2 separate regions of the Gossypium hirsutum genome follow, and region 2 is linked to region 1. Evidence: chromatin contacts called from public Hi-C data. All regions are on one chromosome and are shown on one strand. Each heading gives the region's core, a stretch centred on a gene start, on an enhancer-like site or on the middle of the called end of the contact. The rest is flanking DNA. Distances are from core to core; before and after follow the strand shown.

The links. Hi-C and Micro-C count contacts between places; a contact is called where the count stands out from the background.
Region 2: a contact with region 1 is called in a Hi-C map of leaf, with 2.8 times the contacts expected there. The contact joins the promoter of LOC107945024 here to the promoter of LOC107953431 in region 1. A contact is called at or near these places in 2 of 34 Hi-C or Micro-C datasets (callus and leaf).

What each region holds. Positions count from the first base shown.
Region 1 is chrD12:3,720,341-3,723,705 of Gossypium_hirsutum_v2.1, forward strand. It overlaps LOC107953431 (probable LRR receptor-like serine/threonine-protein kinase At2g16250), which reads right to left and starts at 1,821. Exons shown (of 5, transcript XM_016888741.2): 1 at 1,449-1,821; 2 at 1-1,307. The coding sequence starts at 1,103.
Region 2 is chrD12:3,981,044-3,984,408 of Gossypium_hirsutum_v2.1, forward strand. It overlaps LOC107945024 (phosphatidylinositol/phosphatidylcholine transfer protein SFH6), which reads right to left and starts at 1,720. Exons shown (of 14, transcript XM_041108257.1): 1 at 1,254-1,720; 2 at 967-1,062; 3 at 279-582. The coding sequence starts at 1,000.

The sequences.
Region 1 (3,365 bases), core at 571-3,070:
CTGAGAATAGTTGTTAGACCTCCATAAAACTTGTTCCGAGACATGTCAAGAACCGCAGCAATGGCATTATTGTCCAAAGCAGTTGGCAGCTCCCCAGTGAAATTATTGTCAGAGATATCAAGCAGGTTCAACCCAGGAATTGACCATAATACTTGAGGAAGGTTACCAATGAACCTATTGTTTCTCAGAACAACAACATGCAACTGGCTTGGTGCAGGGAACAAATTGACCGGAAGGGACCCACTAAGACCATTGTTCCCCAAAACTATTCTCTGCAAATTCCTTAGCCTTCTAAGATCTTGTGGAACCGACCCTGACAAACCATTGCTGCTGAGATCAAGGTCCACCAAGCTATCAAGGTCGCCAAGCTGTGAAGGTATCGAAGACGTTAGACCATTGACTGAGAGATTCAGAGTTTGAAGCTTGGAAAGGGCCCCAAGGCCAGGGGGAATTGACCCCCTTAAACTGTTGGAAGAAATGTCAAGACTTGTTAAATTCCTTAGTGAACCAAATGATGATGGAATAGATCCAGTAAGCGAATTCTTGGAAAGATCAAGAACTAAAAGGCTTAACAATTGACCCAGAGTGAATGGAATTTGGCCAGTGAGCCTATTATCCGACAAATATAAACTAGTTAAGTTTGTCAAATTGCCCATACTCGAAGGTAAAACACCAGTGACATTACAAGACCTGAGATCCAACACTTGCAGTGAGGACAGCCTTTGACCAAACCAATCAGGGATAGAACCAGGGAGCATGAACCTTGAGGCATTAAAAGACACCAAATGTGTGAAATTTACAAGAGAATTGACAGCAAACTGTGGGTTTTGTTTACCCACCCTTGTTCTTCTAAACCCAGAAATGTTAATCCCAATAACACTACCATTTTCGCATCTTATACCGTTCCAACTCGAACAAGGATCAACTTTTCTAGGCCAATCTCTGCTTCTGAGCCCCAAAGAGGATCTGAGTTCAAACAAAGCTGTAAACTCGACGCCTGAACTCAGCCGCTGCTGCTGCACTTGTTGCTCAAATGTAGACTCAAATAACAGCAACAACAAGAGATATAACAAAGCCACTCTTATGCTACGCTGATCCACCATGGCTCATTGACACTACCCCCAATCACCCCAACATTCTCAACGCCCCCCCCCCACTAAGAAAACAACCCAGAAATTTCTTCACTTCTAATTTCTTCAAAATTGTTGGTAACCAATCTGTATCAACTTCTGTTCTTCTTTGCCTTTACTTTTTCTCTTTCTACCTACTACTTCCTTTTCTCTCTCTAAATCCTTCAGTTTCTTAAGCTGACCAAGAAAAAAAGCAAGAGATTTTTAAAATGAAATTTGAAATCGAAAAACTCTTAAATTAATCATACTTAATTCTAGAGAGTGAGAGGGAGAAGGCTGGTCAAAAACTTAAAAAGTGTTGACCTTTTTTTATCTTACCCTTTTTTCTTATTCTAAACAGACCAAAAAGCAAAGAGTGGATCTTTGAAGAGCAAAAAGAACAGAGGGTAAAAACCCATAAAAGGTAAATATAATGAAAAAGGAAGGCTTAATAATAATGGGTTTTGAACCAATGGAAAGAAGAGTGAAGGGGTGGTTCAGTAATTAAGGGGTTGAACAACAGAGCTGGCTCTCCCTCTCCGGCGCTGATTCAATTTCTGGTTTGACCACCGGCAATCCCGCCCATTACAGCTAAGCAAAGCTTCGAATTCCAAAAATACTATAAATTTTACTAAACAAACTGGACTCTCTCTAGTACTTTCCCACCATTGGTGGTGTTGTAGTCATATAGCCTGCTGGTTTTCTCATGTTTCCCGTTTTTCGTATCGGTTTATGTCGTTTTATTTGTTTTTGTTTGTGGCCGTACAGTTTAACAATAAGTTACGGTTCAATGCTTTTGTTCTTCTACTCTACTTATAACCCTTGTTTTTATCTAATTAATTTTTTATTTTTATAATTTAATTAAATAAATTATTGAAAATTTATAAAAATATTTTTTTATAAAAACCATTCAATTTAGTCCAGTTCAAATAACCCATTAAATTATTCTGCTATATTTAATTTTTTTTCTTACAATATAAACATTAATCTGAAAAAAAAAAGAATTGCAAAAAATAAGGATCCAATTATGAAACTAACACTAATTAATTTTTTTAATTAATATCGGTTCTTTTTAAGATAACACTAGAACTACCCATAGCCTCTCTCCAATCCATAAATAGGAAGATAATGCACTTCAACGCATTCGAACCCACGTTCTCCTCCATTGGCAAAAATATCAATGTCAATCGAGTTAAGACTCAACCGGCAACACTAATCAATTTTAACCCGCGCCAACTTTACCATTAAAGATGGGATAATTTTCAATTTTAAATGTTATGGTTAATCGAATTGAATACTATTTATCATTCTATTTGAAGACTATTTAATTTGCCATCTTAAAATAAAATAAAATAAAATAAAATATTTAATTGTTTTATTGTATTAATGTTTATTTTATTAAAGTAAAATATAACATCGATGCACCAGTTATTACATTTAATTTTATCCAAAATCAAATTAAATTCCAACTTTTATCTCATTTTTTATTTTATTTCAAATTTTAAAAAATAGTTGTAAGTATTAATTTAATCACGAGTATTTTTGTAATGTTTGGCCTCAACTGGAAATTTTTAGCCGAGAATTAGGGATTGAAGAGCAATTTTTTTTCCCTTTCGGGATCTCTAAGACTATTATATTTAAAGAAAGATGATAATGAAAGATTGCTGACCGTTAAGATTCTTATTGGGATCACTCAATTTGTCATTTTTAACTAACTTTGAATAATTATGCATATAATTATACATATAATAATATATACAAGAATTTATAATTTTAACACATGTTAAAATCTTGTCATACGCAGATGTTATGTGTGAGTTATCCCTTAAATAATTTTAGGTTTAAATTTTATTATATGTAGGTCTTAGTTAAGATATTTACTGAGTTTCTATCCATTGTACTTTGTATTGAGTTGATCGAACATATATTATTGGTGATTTATAAATTCCCTAAGATAGCGTTTGGGAATTTTAGGATTTGGATTTGAATTAAGTTTTTAAGTTGAGTAGTAAACTATTTAAAAATATAACATTCATAATCATTTATCAAATCCATCAATTTGCTAAAAGCTTATTTAATAATGAATTCGGAATCTTTAAAATATTTTAAATTTTGATAAATCTATATTTTTTTATATTTTTCTAATATATAGTAGATAGATTGAATCTGAACTATGCGTTTTATTCTTACTATTTACATAATAATTGAAATCCAAATAAAAACATTTTTTTTCCTTTTTCCTCCAAGTAGTTTGCT
Region 2 (3,365 bases), core at 470-2,969, 260 kb after region 1:
TATCAGTAAGCAGAAAATAGATGTGTTGAAAAACAAAAGAAAAAGCATAACAATGATAAGACCAATAGACTCACAGATCTTATTGGTTTCTTTATCAAGCCAATTAAAATTCAAATCAAGATTTTAATTGGTGAACCATGAAGCAAACACAATCATTAAGGAAATTACTATATATAAAAGATAAAATGTTTCGTCATTAGGCTATCCACTGCTAACTTGACAAAAAAAAACCCTAATATGTTGAGGAATGTGAAATAAAATTAAGAGAAGGAGAGCACCTCAACATCATGTGATAGTCGTCGTGTTTTTCTGGAAGCAGTTCTTCCATGATTAATGCTTGTCGAAATTGATCAACAGCCCGTAGCTCTTCAGCATTGCGAACATCCTCAATGGATACAGAGCTGACACGGCCATCACTTTTCCTTCTATTACTCTTCTTTTTAAGAGAATGCTTAAATCTAGCAGATGCACTTATTGCTTTCTTTTTCAAGGATCCAATTCTTGTGCGCCTTTCATCCTCTGAGTTCTCGAAATCAGATTTCCTCTCTCTCCTCTCATCACTACCATAAAACCCCTCAAAGCCTGTCTCATGACATATATCAAAGCATTACAGTTAAAAACATGTAGTGTTTAGATAAAGAAGAAATAAAAGATGAAGTGAGAATCATTTTTTCCCCTCATTTTTACCTATATTTCTGAAAAGAAAATCTAAAGAAGCTACAAATCATGGCAAAAAATAACAAAATAAGAAGTCAAAAAAATAAATAAAATGAAAATAATGTCTATAATCTCCAATGTTATATCTGACAACCTAAACAAGAATCGAATTCATTTATTCTTTAGTAAAATCGAGTCTTTAATTTCTCTTCCATTATCTGCAATACCAAAATTTTCTCAGCAACCAGACTGTAGCAACAGTAGAACCCTAGAATAACAAGATGAAGAAACGAACGAAGTTAAACTCACAAGGCCGAGCGAATCGATCGAGTGGCCCCGACATCTATACTCCGTCTCGAAGAATCAAGGCTTGGCCGCCGGTGATCCGAATTACTGGCTTTAGGTCTAAATAGTGTGAAAATGGCATCAGTGTACACGCACGAACCGTACCAAAACGAACATTACGATCAAGAAGCAAGAACAAGGTAAGTAAAGAGCCCAAAATTTTAGGTGGTTAAAAATTTGCTTCTTATTTTAATTTTATCACAAAAAATAAATGAATAAATAAAAGAAGTGAGAGAAAATGAACAACTTACTGCGTCTTTCTCTTTTGAGAAAAATTAGTAATTGATGTGTTTCTACGTCACGGGTCACGAGGTAGATCCGACGGTCATAAATGTGTCTGACCAGAATTTTAACTCATCTCGGAGACTATGGTTAACAAGTAAAGTAAAAAAAAAAAAGAATTAGAATTTTGGATGAAAGTAAACAAATAAAAAGAAACTCGCGGAGTAAACGACGGCGAATTTAGAGAGAGAAAGGAATTGGTTGGGGACTTGTCTCAATGAAACGAGGGCATAAAGGAAATTATGGGAGTTGATTGAAGGGGAGGTAGAGCCAGGGGATTTTTCTTTATTGAGAGGAGGTGATGAGAGAGCAGGGAAACGACGAATCTGTCGGTGGTAGGTAAACAGTACCCGATTAAGGACATTGCTGGTACTGTAATTGGGTAATCATTCTGTCACTGCCGGTGTTTTAAATAAATATGGTACTATTCAGTGATAGGATAATAAGTTTCAATCCAATTTTTATTTTAAAGAAAACACCATCATATTTTGTTATAATTTAAACTTGAATCCAGAGAATTACGCAATTTATTTTTTAAGATTTACGTGCGACTGGGACTGAAATTTGAAAAAGCTGTCCCAACCCTTTCATAGCATCAAGAGTTTTTCTCAATTATTTATTATACCGCCCAATATTTGAAAGTTAGAATGGCAGCGAAAGTTAATCATTCTTTTCTTTGGTTTTTTAAATGAAATTACAGTGCTTATGATGAGACAAAGATTGGGTCACGGAACTCTTTTTGATAATGATCAGACCATGGTTCATACCAATATGTGAGCATCAAGGCTCTAATGTCATGGATTGCAGTTCAAAGTCCGTGATCATGGTATCAAATGCATCTAATAGAGGCCTATTATTTAGATGGAGATTATTTGGCTCATAATAATTGATTCGATTCAATAAACTGTTAAAAAAGTCTCTCAGATTGAAGCTTAGGTGGTCCAATGATGAAGATACGATAATATAGGCTATCTTGGTAAATATGAAAACTAATCTTAAAATATTGATAGGAATCATATCTTATAAAGGTGTATCTTATAAGTCTCATGATTTGAGGGATACACTAATCTCGTCCCGATTTAATGATATTGTTGTTTCTTTATTCTTTTGTGAATAAGAAAATATTGAAAGCATTTAGTCAAAGTACATTTTTTTTGTCTCTTTGTTGTTCTTTTATAGCTTCTTTTGACACAATTGCTTCCGCTATACAAATTGGTGTATTGGAAGAATTCTAAAGTAATCCTCATTTGTTGTGGTTAGGTTGATTTAGACAAATTTAAAATGAACAGATCGCTTAAGGCTATACGGGTCGTGAGACAAAAAAATCTAGCTCGTGACACTAGACGTTTGACTTTTTTGACGTTTGACTTTTTTCTGTACCCAATAACATATAAGATGTAGAAGCTTATAGAAATGCAAGGGTTGAATTCAAGCACCCCACAATATCCCAAGATCGGTACTGAAGGATGAGGGAAACCAAGCAGAGTCGAGAGGAGCAGATGCAAGAAGGAAAAGGATGATACGGTCAAATGATAAGACTCCACTGAAGCCGTGGATCAACCCGAATTATGAGGGTAATAACAACATAGGCTTTGCATTGTTGATTGAAAACAGGAATAAAGTTGATCGATGTAGCCATTACCATCGTCATTAACAGCAATGACATTTGCAAAGACATAATAAGGAATCATTTCTCTGCTTCTTGAAGTTTCAGTTTTTTGGGGTCAAATTTCTCAAGTTTCAGTGAAATTAGAGTGTTTCTTTTCGGCCACAACAGAAGCCCAGCAGATCTGATTTGAGAGGCTGCCAGAAACATAGTTCAAGTTAACATCCAGGCAGCCGTTTATGGGCGCCTTGACTGTGTATTGGATTCTCAGTTATTTAAGTGGTGTAGGGATGCATAGAGTAGATGTCGGTGCTCCCTGATTATTGATGCATAGCATACAAGAAATGGGTTGTTGATGATGTGAAGCATTCATATGAGCATTTCAAGGCCTCAATGCCTTCATTCAATAGATTCCCTCTCATCTTTGATGGGAAGGTGCAATAAACCATAAATGACTTTTAAATGCCTGCTTCTT